Regions from separate parts of the Mus musculus genome. Here all the other regions are linked to region 3. A link is a contact called in public HiChIP or PLAC-seq data. All regions are on one chromosome and are shown on one strand. The core of a region is the stretch at or near the end of the contact, and the rest is flanking DNA. Distances in the headings are between cores, read along the strand shown.

The links. HiChIP or PLAC-seq counts read pairs in DNA pulled down with a chosen protein or histone mark.
Region 1: an HNF4G HiChIP or PLAC-seq map of pancreatic cancer cells shows a contact between it and region 3. The contact joins the enhancer-like site here to the promoter of Krt23 in region 3. A contact is called at or near these places in 16 of 39 promoter capture datasets (3T3-L1-derived adipocytes, the C10 cell line, the HPC-7 cell line and 11 more), 3 of 115 datasets of contacts at active chromatin or transcription factors (extraembryonic endoderm stem cells, pancreatic cancer cells and trophoblast stem cells) and 3 of 9 other capture datasets (adipose tissue, embryonic stem cells and liver).
Region 2: a contact with region 3 is called in a FOXA1 HiChIP or PLAC-seq map of pancreatic cancer cells. The contact joins the promoter of Krt33a here to the promoter of Krt23 in region 3. A contact is called at or near these places in 18 of 39 promoter capture datasets (3T3-L1-derived adipocytes, the C10 cell line, the HPC-7 cell line and 13 more), 2 of 484 Hi-C or Micro-C datasets (the MC38 cell line and hematopoietic stem and progenitor cells), 3 of 115 datasets of contacts at active chromatin or transcription factors (differentiating embryonic stem cells, pancreatic cancer cells and trophoblast stem cells) and 2 of 9 other capture datasets (adipose tissue and embryonic stem cells).
Region 4: an HNF4G HiChIP or PLAC-seq map of pancreatic cancer cells shows a contact between it and region 3. The contact joins the promoter of Krt13 here to the promoter of Krt23 in region 3. A contact is called at or near these places in 10 of 39 promoter capture datasets (the HPC-7 cell line, cranial neural crest, embryonic stem cells and 5 more), 1 of 15 datasets of contacts at CTCF or cohesin (the NIH/3T3 cell line), 3 of 115 datasets of contacts at active chromatin or transcription factors (extraembryonic endoderm stem cells, pancreatic cancer cells and trophoblast stem cells) and 3 of 9 other capture datasets (adipose tissue, embryonic stem cells and macrophages).

The regions. Positions count from the first base shown.
Region 1 is chr11:100,065,390-100,068,723 of GRCm38.p6, forward strand. No RefSeq gene overlaps it. Among named protein-coding and RNA genes, the nearest start is that of Krt31, 17 kb to the left of the region's middle. Within about 2 kb of position 2,077, at least 38 of the 459 cell types and tissues checked have an H3K27ac peak or open chromatin away from gene starts, as enhancers often do. A contact at or near this core is called in pancreatic cancer cells and trophoblast stem cells, where this site is marked.
Region 2 is chr11:100,014,409-100,017,632 of GRCm38.p6, forward strand. Krt33a (keratin 33A) reads right to left here and starts at 1,804. Exons shown (of 7, transcript NM_027983.3): 1 at 1,392-1,804; 2 at 343-425. The coding sequence starts at 1,739.
Region 3 is chr11:99,491,755-99,494,890 of GRCm38.p6, forward strand. It overlaps Krt23 (keratin 23), which reads right to left and starts at 1,366. Exons shown (of 8, transcript NM_033373.2): 1 at 915-1,366. The coding sequence starts at 1,310.
Region 4 is chr11:100,119,952-100,123,159 of GRCm38.p6, forward strand. Krt13 (keratin 13) reads right to left here and starts at 1,615. Exons shown (of 8, transcript NM_010662.2): 1 at 1,074-1,615; 2 at 22-104. The coding sequence starts at 1,544.

The sequences.
Region 1 (3,334 bases), core at 827-3,326, 570 kb after region 3:
GTGTGGGTATGAGAATGCCATGGCCAGATCGTGCCCAGAACCCAAGGCTCCACCCCTTCCTCCAGCTCTTACATTCTTCCCGCCCCATCATCTGCAGTGTTCCCTGAGCCTCGAAGGGGGATGCTCTAGATGTCCCATTCAGGACTGAGTATCCAACAACCACTTATTCTCCGCATTTAGACCAATTATGAATCTCTGTAGTTACCACTGCCCACTGCAAAAAGAAATTCCTCCGTCCAAACTTGACAGGAACACCAGTCTCTGGGAGTAAACTCAATTTTTCATACAGCAATTTGACGGGTATATCACATATGAGTGCATGCACATACACACAGAGAGACAGACAGACAGACAGACAGAAAGACCGACAGATAGAGACAGAGAGAGATATTCTAGGCTTGTGATAACACAAAAACCTATTTGCCTAGTGTCAGATGGACCACTCAAAAGGAGAAATAAGTCTCTAGTAGCAATCATGGTTCTAGAAAGAACCATGGTTATAGACAAGAGCTATTGTCACACTTCCAGGCCACCACCATAGACAGCTAGGGCTCCTCAAGTTGACCCTGGGAGTGCACCTCACCAGCTCTTCCCTCCTGCTGGACAGACAGTCCCCACTGGTTCTCCATAAGCGGTATCTACTACGTCCCTGCCACCTGCCAGGAACATTGTGTGAGCTCTCCCTCAACCTAATGGAAAGAAATGGTAATAATTCTACTTCTTCCATTGAGGACTAGGCATCAAGGGGTCACCACTGTAGTGACTCAGGCTAGCATCACCAGGCAGCATCTGAGATCAGCTCTGTCTGACTCTAGCAAAAGTTTTCTATCTTCCAAATGATGTAGCAGCAAAGAAAGGTATCTATGCTTTGTTCTCCTCCCCTCTCCTCTTCCTCTTCCTCTTCCTCTCCTCTTCCTCTCCTCTCCTCTCCTCTCTTCTCCTCTCCTCTCCTCTCCTCTCCCAGATACACAGGTAAGCTAGGATTGGAGATTTTGTTCTTGCGGGCATATTCTGTGCCTGCCAAAGTCAGGAGCTCCTGGCAAAGCCTAGCCCCTCGGGACTGCTTTTCCATCTGCCTTTCCATCACGGCCTGCTAAGGACCACTTTGGTCTTTTCCAGAACCCTGGTTAAGAGGTGATAGTGACCTAGAGGGTTCTAGTGTCAACTGCAATCCTCAAAGCCAGAATTTGTGGGGCAACGAAGACAGAGAACTGAGAAATCTATGACAATGCTTCTCAAAAAAAAAAAAGTACATCTCTGGGCATCGAGCCAGAACCAAGACAATTGTCCCCAGTACCCACGCTGGGCCTCCAGGCCTAAGGAATTTCATGCTTCTGTGACAGGGGCCAATCTGAATGAGAGATAAAACTTGGCAACTCGGTCAAAGCAATTCTCAACATGACCAAGCTCCTTTTAACTAAACTGGATCTCTAAGAGGGCTGAGTTTGCTCTCGGATAAAATACCAAGAGGCCAAAGATGCCAAAAGCACGGTAGGGACATGTTAGTTCTTAGCTGTTCTGAAGGAATCCGAGCCTGGCAACAGGAGTCGTTGGGGAACTACAGGCAAAGTGCACACCGAGAGTCAGGAAAGAGCATTCTCCCAGGGACTTAAGACCCAGCTGCAGTAATGTGGCAAGGCCAATGAGGATCCAACAACTTGAAGACCACCACATGAAGAGCAACACCAAAATAACAGCAACTGACGTGCACGGTGGGTGGCGGTCCACGTGAAGCAGGCGCACAGTCGCATCTTAAAAATCTCTGGGACAATGGACTAGAACCCAAACCCCAGAAGAGACACTGAGAACAATGTGAGCTTTAACGGAAGATAACGACACTCTTGCCAAATTAAATTTCAAAGAAATACAGCATAAGGGCTAACAGAAAGCCAATATTTGGAAGCATCTACTGCTTGCATTTTAGTAGAAATGTCTCCAGGGCAATCTGGTCTTTTGAAAAGGTTAAGAATGGAGGAGATGGAAACACCATGACCCCAGCGCCACCTCCGTGATACCCTCCCTGCATTGGAATCCTGACTTCAGCATCATCTCCAGCACCGTCTCCGTAGGCAAAGTGGGGCTTGTGGTTGACAGGTCACAGCTTGAGAGAGAGGCAAAGGAAACACGCAGTCCCGGTCAGTGGCGATGGTGGGGGAGGCTGCAGGGAGAGAAGAAAGAACGAGCTAAACAAGAGAACATGAAAGATACTTCAGTGGTCAACAGACAAAAATGAGGCCCAAAGGACTGAACAGGAAGCGTGCTATCAACTAGGCACACAAATCAAAGGAACCCATGCTGACAGATCCACTGTTACTAGCATCTGTGTCATTCAGCGTTCTGAAGGCTGAGGATGGGGCCACGAGAGGGCGTGTCTGTCATTTATGTAACATTCTGTCAGCGTAGAGGTGCATGAGTCACTAGACAAAGATACACAGGAAGGTGTGTTCTTTGTGCTGAGATCCGCAAGCACTTCAGTTATTGCTGAGGAATGGCCTGACAGCCTGGTATGTGGTTTGGCCAGGGTTCGCCTACATTACATACGTGCAGCACTCACTCTCCAGAAGGCTCTAGTACATGTTAATCACACCCCACAAGTAGGCCCTGGTGCCCACAAGCTTCTACTGTTTCTAGTTCTCTGCCTCCGGTTGAGCCCAGACCTCAGATAGCCATCTCTCTAAGTTGCTAAGGAGGCTCAGGACCATAGATACCTCATCTTCAGACAGGAGTTCTGTTCACTTGGAGCTGGAGAGATGGCTCAGCAGTTAAGAGTGCTTGCTGCTCTTGCAGAGGACGCAGGTTCAATACCCAGCACCCACATGATGGCTTTCAGCTGTTAACTCCAGTTTCAGGGGATCCGACACTCTCTTCTGACCTTCACAGGCACCAGACACACATGGGATGCACATACATGCATTCAAGCAAAGCACTCATATATATATAATATGTAATTTAAGTTTTTTATTAAAATTCTGTGTGTGTTTCTGCAATAGGGAAGGATGAAGTAGGAAACCTAGGTACCACTACATTCAGCCATGAAGACCATGGCAAAACTCTCAAATTCGGAGGGTTTGGAGAACGCCTCTAGAGCTCTGAAATCAGCATTGCCAATACCATAAGAAGTTCCCATCAAAAATTCTAACAAAACCTTTGCCCTGCACATTCATGTGTTCTCAATACCCGGCCAAAAAGCATCATCCAGAGACATTGTGTTAAATGAACAGCTGGGCCACGTGCGTCATTCCAAAGGAGCACTTTTGATGTGAACGCTGCTCTGGGGCAAGCTGATTTGAGAGCAAAGCCTCTCCCCCACAGAGAGTCTGAGAGTTGACTTAAA
Region 2 (3,224 bases), core at 554-3,053, 520 kb after region 3:
AAGTGTATGTTAATTATTTTCACAAAGACAGGGAATCTGAGGAGATAAGAGCTTGTAAACTTCGAGGCTTCCAGAAGGAAAGAACCTCACACATTCTTATGACTGAGTCCTGCACACAGTAGAAGACTAGGCTAGTCACAGACATACAGTTTGGTGGAGTTGAGGTTAGGGCTAGAGATGCCATTCTACAAAAGGGAAGAGGGAAGAGGAGGGAGTGTAGATCTTGGAGAAACTCCTAGGGGAAATCTGGATCAACACAGGCCTGTGTGAACAACAGAAAAAGGGAAGAGAGAAAAGGGAGGTAGAGACAAGCAATAACGCCCCACTGATCCACCCACTCACTTGGTCCTGAAGTCATCAGAAGCCAGCTTGGCATTGTCGATCTGCACGACCAGCCTGGCGTTCTCAGATTTGCCACACAAGATCTAGAGATCCAAAAACATTGTATAATGAGCAGGAGGGTGGCTCTTTTTATCAAGAGAAATCCTCTTAATTTGTTTATATGGAAACATCAGAATATTTTTTTAATTACAGCATATTGTGTGTCTATTACATGCTATTCATATACAATAAATGCTCAAAAAATACTTGAGGGACTAAATCTGGAGGCAGACATGCAAATAAACAAAAATTTATCAGCAGATGATCTTATTTTTCTCCTTTCTTAATAAGGAATATTAATAAACTGATAAAAACAATTTGTATTTGTTTAAAACAACTGGTGTTTGGTTAGAAAGGCTCTAAAAGTTAAAAAAATATTGCACTTTAACAAACTTTCAGTCAAGTTGGCAAGATGAATACATAAAGCAGAAACACAGGGGCAGAGGCAATGGAGGTTGTTCCTGTTCTCAGGGCCATCCTGGATGGCTTGGGACCATTTCTATTTAGTGTCTAATATTTCTGGTTTTAGTGAAATACTCTTATTCCTCACTGTACAAGGTGCACCAAGGAAATTCCAGGGTCAAGATAATGAGATCAGAGTGGTAAGGTGCCCAAAAGAGGTCAACCAGAGGTCAGAGTAGCAACATACCAAGTTAAGAGAGAAAAAAACCTGGTCCTTCCTACTACATGACTTCCTTCTTTGGCTCAGTCCTTTTCTCTTTCCTTAAGGAAATACTTTCAGAGCTCAGAAACACCCACAGACCACTCTTAATAATAGTGGGGGTTATCTAAACTCCTATGACCTCCACCAAGTCTAATTTCTGCCAAGATTCAAAACTAACAGTCTCCAGTCTGCAAATAGAAGAGTCCACAAGAAAAAAAATGCTTAAAAAGCTGGAAATGTGGTTATCAAATTTTCCACCACGCCAAGAGTTCATGTCATTTCTGTGTCTCACACGTTCTCCTGAGAACTTCCTGCTAGGAATGCTGTGGGTGCCCGTCCCGCTCACCTTCTGCTGCAGCTCCTCAATGGTCCTGAAGTAGGCCTGGTAGGCAGGACACACCAGGGGGTCCTGCTGCTGGTTCCTCTCCTGGATCCTACATTCCAGCTCTGCATTCTCTCTCTCCAGCTGCCTCACCTTCTCCATATAGGAGGCCAGGCGGTCATTCAGGAACTGCATGGTCTCCTTCTCATTGCCATTGAAGGAGCCCTCACAGAACCAATTGCAGTTGCCCACATTGGCGGGGATGTTGCAGGCCCCGGGCAGGGTGCAGCCATGGCAGCTGGGGGGCACGCAGGGCCTGGAAGAGCAGCTGGTGCGGCAGCTCATGGCGGGCAGGCAGCAGTTGTATGGCATGGTGCTGGAGGGAGGGAGGTGCCTGGCTGAAGATGAGGTGTGTATTCTCCAAGCCTCAGAGCTCTGAGTCCCCTTCCTCTGGTGAGCTTTTATATCCACTCCAAATTGGGTGGGGACGTATAAGTCAGTCTCTCTCTCTTTTTTCTTTTGGCTTTGCTCATTTAGTGATGGTCAAAGGCTACCCCATTCATTTGCTCTGCTTCCTCAGAAGACTCCCTTACCTCATAAAAGGCTTTACTTGGGCTTCTCCCTCAGTCGGGACTCCTTGCCGTGCCATCCATCATGAGGTAAGAGCTTGGTGGTATGACTTCAAAGGGTAGGTCTCATGAAAGGCCCAACCTTCATTAATAGGGTGTGGTAGGTCAAGGGACAGTGCTGCTACTCTGTGAGGGCCCCTGACACTTGAGTGAGCCACTGGTCCTGCTCAATGAAACAGAGAAGCAGAATTCTTCCTATGCCCGATTTCCAAAGGTCAGAATCACAGTTTTCAAACAACAAACAAACAAACAAACAAACAAACAAACGAAAACCAGGTGCTGAGATAGCCTAGCTTCTTTGTGACCCTGCTTGTAGATACCGTCCACCAATCACATCGCAGACAGCACTAGGATCGCATCTTATCTCAATCGAGGTACTAGACACTTCAAGGAGAGGAAGGTGGACAAGTGCTACAGGCAGAGGGAACTCCCACTTGTTGGACACCTGCACAGTTCCCAGACAGTCCTGTTGGCTGGCATTGTTTTACAACTTTTGGATCTCACCATCCCTTGGCACAAATCTTCAAGGTAAATGATGTTGTTCCTATTTTACACACAGCAAACCAACGTGTCGCAGGTAGGAGATGCTATGTGGTTATACAAGCCTAACGCCGGCTTCTGTTCATCATTTCACATTGCCACTGGACAAGGAACCCGGTTCCCTTCTGAACCTCTTCAGTCAGGTCTTATCTCCTCTCTGAGCTCTCCTTCTGCTCTACCTTGAGCATGGCATCGTCCTGACTTTTGCTTTTATCTCTCTGTTTGAGCTTCTGACCGAAAGGGCAGGGTGCAATTCATCTTTGAGCTCCAGTTCTAGGACCTTGTTACACGATGAACATATTGAGCGAGTATGGACCAAATAGATGAAGATGTAAACAAGAAGCAAATATCGGAAGCAGGAAGTGACAGGTAGCATGTGAGAGGTTTGCATGTTGGGAAAAGCAAGCATCATCAGGTTTGCAGGTTCACAGACATGGACCTGTGCCGGGACGTAGTGCAGTGTGCTGTCTAAGAAACAGAGAGAGTAAAACCAGGAAGTCCAGGTGAGATTTAGTACACGCACCATGACACAGCAAGAAAACCCAGCATGGTGGAGGAACCCAAGTGTAGGCATCAGTGAAGGGAAATGGTAGAAGATAAAATTATCTAATGAGGCTGAAGTCACTTGCTACCAGTGCACAATGGAAGACTTGGATCACCCTGGTATCAGCATCCATGGGAGTTTTGG
Region 3 (3,136 bases), core at 116-2,615:
GAAGCCTGCAATGGCCTTTCCGGGGGTGCGGGGGTTAAATCATGCTCCTTCATACAAAGGGAAGGGTTATAGCTTTAAGAACACAACTGTGAGATGACTGTCACCCCTCTGCTTGTATCCAGGCATCCCAGAAAGTAGAAGCTGAGCATCTTAGGTGTTTGACTGGGAAGCATGGTATTCTTTGGGAAGCCCATCTCTCCAGTTTTTAAATGCCCAATTTTACTATTCTCACCCCCCCACCCCCAGCAATATGCCTTTATCAGAAGTGTGACCCACTTTATCTTTTAGCAGTTCCTAGAAAAATATCCAGGGATGTCCACGATCTATCTGCTGCTGGAGAGACAGCTTTTTCCGCATGACCTACACAGTAGCGTAACTCAGCCTTTTGTTGATAGAGAGTCACACTGTCGTCAGGCCTCTGAGGTGGAGCAGAACTGATCTGATTTGGAAGCAAATTCTCTCCTGGGCCTTGTGTACCGAGGGTGCACCCTGCATAGCAGCCTTATCATTTCTGTGATGTCGTTGGATCTTACGTGATACTTGCACGGTGACAGGCTGTCTGACACTCCTAAGGCTCACATATTTGGTTCACCCCCCGCCCCACCCCCCCATGTTTTAAAGTGTGTAGAAAACCAGGCAGTTTTGCTGTTTAAAAGATAGTGTATAGTAAATCTGAAATGTTTGCTGTCTGGTTTCTACATCATTTGCAGAGAGGAAATTATTTTTATAAACAGATTTCCCCGAATCCATCCATACTTAAGCTATAGCAGTAAGATTTGGGTGAGCAGTACTTGAGCTGAGTTCTTTTTGCTGTTTGCCCTGGGAACTGCCATGCACACAGTCTGGTTCCCCCTCCCTCTATCCTCTCTGGGTATGGCAGTACCATAGCTACAGGGTCTCTCTCAGTGTCTTACCTGCTCCTGCAGGCGGCTGATGTTTTCCTCATACTGGGAATAATCCTTTCTGTGGCTGGGTTCTCTCTCCTGATGCCACCTTAGTATACGGGTTTCCAGCTTCGAGTTAGCCTCCTCTAGAGCCCGCACCTTCTCCAGATATGTGGCCAGGCGATCGTTGAGATTCTGCATGGTGGCCTTGCCATTGCCACCTAGCAGGGGACTGCTTCTTCCAGACCCCCATGATCCTCCAGGAGGCAGGCAGCCTGGCGTGGTGAAGGAAAGGGAGATGCGGACACCCCCTGCGCCTCCATGGACACTCGGTGCCCGATGGCAGCTCCCCTGCCGCCCCCGGGTGCTTCCGAGGCTGTGGACAGAGGCCGAGTAGGTCTGGTTAAAGCTGTGGCTGGAGTTCATGGTCCCATCTGTGTATGGAGCAGGGCTATCTCAGCTCTCTGACGCTCACAGGACTGAACTGCCTCAGACTGCTTGAGATGGTTTTATGCCCTTTGCTGTGGGAGTTTCCTTCTCTGACAACTGTACCGACAAGATCCTATCATTGTGCAATGTGTGTTTCCTCTTGGTCAATCCGGAGGTGCCCCTGGGCCAACACACTCTGCTGTTGTTGTTTAGAACCACGTGAATATGCCAGTTACCACCTCCCTCCCAGTGGTAACCCGGAGGCGTGGCCCAGGCCACCAGGTGGGTAGCAGATCTCAGATGTCTTTCTAATCTCGCAGTGGAAAATTTCCAATGTACATTCGCCCAAAAAAGGTCAGATTAAAGTCCACAGTAAGACTGGTGTGGTATAGCTTTTCTTTTAAAAAAAACCAACCATTAATCTCTCTCACACACACAGTGCTCCAGATAAACCCTCTTACACCAGGATAAGAAAGACTTACAAGGTTAGAACCAGAACAAACCAGAATCTCAAGTCCTGGAGGAAATCTGCTCCCGTGCGGAAGGAAACAGAGAGGGCTCTGAATATCTGATTCCTTTGTGTCTGCTGCCGTTTGATGGAAAGTAATTTCAAAGGAATCACTCTTCAGAACAAACCCTCAATTACAGTCGTAATTAATTAATGAATGACTGGCCTTCCGCTTCCAGGATGCCTTTGATCCCAGCACACCTCAAAACCAAACAAGCCAGCCTGTGCCTGGGATGTCCCTGGGCTCCAGGGAGGAAAAGATGGCTTTGCTATTTGACCAGTAGCCCTGGGCAGTCTCTGTTTTTTTTGGTTGAGTCCCCGGACCATTGACCTGTATGCGATCTACAGCAGGGGCTATGAAAACAGGAAGCCCGTCGTGGTGGTCTGACATGTGTGATGCATCTTAACTTTCTGCCAAGGCAGAGGTTGAGAGTGAATAATGATGTAGTTTGGGGCAAGGGCTCTGTGCTGGTTACTGGTGACTCCATTTAAAGATGACGTAGAAATAAGCTGTCAGGGTCTATGGAGATAGTTCAGAGGGTCAGGGTCCTTGCTGGGCCAGCCATGCACACAGTCTATGTGTATCCCCAGAGTCTATGTGTGGTGTTGCTATTACACCTTTCCGTTGTTGGTGTGAGTGCAGAGACAGGAGGGTCTCTGGGGCTTGGAGCCCACCAGTGTAACTCCTGGTTTAAGGAGAGACTCTGTCTCAGTGGAATAAGGTAGAAGGTGACAGAGGAGGACACCCAGTGACCTTTGCTGCTTTCTGGTGTGCTCATCCTCTCCCACCCCCATGCTCACAAACATGAGGCACACATACATACGAAACAAAAAATAAAATGTCAGTTATCAGAAGAGACTTTGGTGTCACTCTTCAATGCCACCAACTGCACAGATCAGGGAAAATGAGGCCTGTATGGGATATGGGGAGGATGAACTGAGTTAGGGAAGCCACATAGCACTGCTATCAGTCACAAAGAGGTCCTGTACAGGACCATAATGGTACTTCTTCCATAATGGTAATGGACCTTCTCTGCCTCCTAGACATTGTTTAATCCTTATAACAACTATTGGGTTGTGTGTGTGTGTGTGTGTGTGTGTGTGTGTGTGTGTGTAGGGGGCTACTGAGAATGGAGCCTATAACCAGGGGTAGGCAAACACTGCCCAGTTATAATACACTTTGCTGATAAAGGACCAGGGGTTCGCAGAGGTGAGTGATTCGAGGCTATTTGCATGTGCAGTGTAGTTGAGTACAAGACTTTGTCTCTTCCTTGCAAAGATAGGTTTGAAGGTTGTTTCCTTCAATAATCATTTT
Region 4 (3,208 bases), core at 365-2,864, 630 kb after region 3:
TCGTAAGGAGAATGAACTCACTTGAGCCTGAAGTCATCTGCAGCCAGCCTGGCATTGTCAATCTCCAGGATGATCCGGTTGTTGTCCGTGGTGGCTTCCAGAATCTACAAAGCATGGAAGGGACACGCTAAAGCTGGGCTTAGAAAGCAAAACTCACCTTACTTCTGCTTAAGCACTCTGAGAAAGCAGGAGGCAAAGCCAACTCTCTCCTTTTCCTCTTGAATATTCCCCATCAGACCAGGGTGGGAGAGACCAATGATGGCCATTTCAGAGGCCCCACCCACTCAGAACATCTTCCAGTAGTCGTATCTCAGAGCTATCAACTCCCTAAGTCACTGTCTTGATAGCTTTCCCCCTTCAGATCAGAAGGGGCTCAGTGTGACTCCAGATGTATTCTGGCCATGCTCCTGGAGCTGACCTCCCAGATAAGCAAAGAGGAAAACCCATCCACTCAACTCTCTTGAACTCAGGCATCCACTTGAATGCCTGAACATTTACAGCGTAAGCATTTAAAGCCTGCTTTGTGTAATTGGGGCCTGACCCAGGCTAGTAGACTTCTGCTCTGACAAGTTGGTGTCGCAGTGTGATTGACAGGCCACACTGAGGGCTTCCAGGCTCTGTACCAGCCTGAGTCTCAGCCTCTTTACACCCTCTGAGTCATTGCCCACTGAGAATAAGTCTATGGGGTTTCTCCAAAATAAACAGTGAACAACGATATCTTTTCTTTATCCGGTTTATCCGTTTGCAGTGACTTTTTTAAAATGTCACATTTCCAAGTAAGTCAGTCGTAGGTTATAGCAACTGAGTCACAAGTAACAGTTCAGGAAGCCATTAAAAAAAGACTTGGCAGGAGTCATGACACCAATAAACATGAAGTGTGGGAGAGAATGCATTTGGGTCATGGCATAAGAAAATTTCAGTAGCGGAGACTCTCGGTAGTACAAAGTTACAATATTCCCCTTGCAAGAAGAAGGTCGATTCCATCCACACCTGGTCGTCTGTAACACTGCATGGCCTGGCCTCTGAGGCTCTGCCCTGTCCTGAGGAAAACTTCTTAGCATCAGAGGCCTCACCTTGATCCGGAGCTCCTCGATGGTCTTATAATAAGCACTGTAGTCCCGCTCTGGACTAGCTGGGCTCTGTTTCAGATGCCAGTCACGAATCTTCACCTCCAGGTCGGCATTGGCTGCCTCCAAGGCGCGCACCTTATCCAGGTAGCTGGCCAGGCGGTCATTGAGGTTCTGCATGGTGATCTTCTCGTTGCCAGAGAGGAGGCCACCATCGACACCTCCGAAGTCACCAAAGCCACCGCCAAAACCTCCGCCATAGCTACCTCCAAAGCCACCTCCAAAGCCACCTCCAAAGCCACCACCAGCTCCTCCACCAAAGCCACAGCTCATGCCCCCTCCATAGCCTCCAGCTGACCCTCCAGTGACAAACCGAGATGAGCAGGAGGAGATATTACGGCCTCCTCCAAGCTGGCAAGAACCAGCTCCGAAACCACCTCCATAGCTCATGGAGGAACTCTGGAAGCGGCAGCTCATGGTGGGAGCAAGAAGGTGAGAGAGAGAGAGCAGACAGGAGCTGAACTTGACCAAGGCCAAGAGAAGACTATGGCACTTCCCTGCCGTGCATGCCTTTTATGCGTCCTCCACAGGGGTGGGACATCCTCTCTCCTCCCTTCCCCACCCTCTGACCTGATGCCAGCTGTTCCTCCTTTCCCACAAGCCCAGTTACCTCTACTCTCTAGGGTGGGTTATGTCTTTGGGGTGGCTTTTTTCTTTTTAATCCTTAACAAAAGGGATGATTCAGAGGGAGCAGTGTTCTGCTTCAGACTTCTTTTGACAACCAAATTCTACTTCACCTTTCCAGTTAAGAAGTTCCATATCCCAGCCCTGCCCAGTATTAGAACAGGGACTGAACCACAAGGGTCTATCAGATAGCCTCCTTGGGGGAGAGGGGGGAAGGCCAGACTGCAAAGTGGCCCCATGCTGGGTGAAATCCCCATAGCCCTCACCACCCTTCTTTTCTACCTCTAAAATGGCTGGATGGAATGTTCTGGAAACCCCTTAGCTCTTCATCTATGCCAATGCTCCCAACAATTCTGATCACAAATTTTGTTGATCATAAAGAATTAGCCTCATTGGACACCTTGAGCCTGAAAAAGAAATGGTTCTAGGGGCTGGAGAGTTGGCTCCATGGTTAAGAATATTTGCTATTCTGGGCAAGGACCCAAGTTCTGGTCCTGACACCCATATGAGGGCTTACAACTGTCTGTAACTCCTGTTCCAGGGTATCCCATTCCCTCCTCTGGACTTTGTAGGCACCATAAACACTCATGATGCACAAAATACATGCAGTCAGACAATCATAACCAATAGTTAAAAATAAATATTAAAATAAAGAAGAAAATGGCTATAAAAAGCAACACTAAGAGACCCTAAGAGACCTCAGAAAGCAAACCTAGCTGAGGAGACCAAGACACAGGAAGAGACAGCAACCCCACTAAGATGCTTAGAGCCTAAGTATTTTACACTCAATTTCTAATTGTATATATTTATTTTGTGCACTAGTACTAGTGCCGTACACTGTGGAGATCAGAGGACAAGTGTCAGGAGTGAATGCTCGCCTACATTGTGTGTCCCAGGAATGAAACTCGGGTCTGCTGAGCATCTCACAAGTTCTGCACTCACTCTCAAGGATCTTAGCAGCAGCCCCGAGAGGTGGCTTCTCTAGTATCTCCCACTTTACACAGAGAACCAAGTCATAAAGTAGAATCAGAACTGAACCCCAAGGCTAGTTATACCATGCCCAAGACTCATTTTAGATCCATTTTGTATAGAATAAAGTTTATAAATCATAAGTGTTCAATTGCACTATCACCTATGCATCTCCTGTGCAATCACCTTCCAGAACTTTCTAGCACTCTGAAAACTCATGATACCTCTTCTGAGTATATACCTGCAACCCACACCCCTGATCAAATCATTCTTCCAGCTTCTGTCACCAGAGGTAAGTCCATAGCCTCCAACAGAGTCTATGGTTCCCCAAAGGACATTCCACAGTGTTAAGAGTTGTTTGAACTGTCACAATTGAGTGATGGTCCTATTGTGTAGAGGGTAGAAATCAGGGAATGTCTCCACATCAATGAATTACCACACCCCAAAGGTCTACATGGCTGAGGTTCAGAAGCCCTGGATCAATCCAG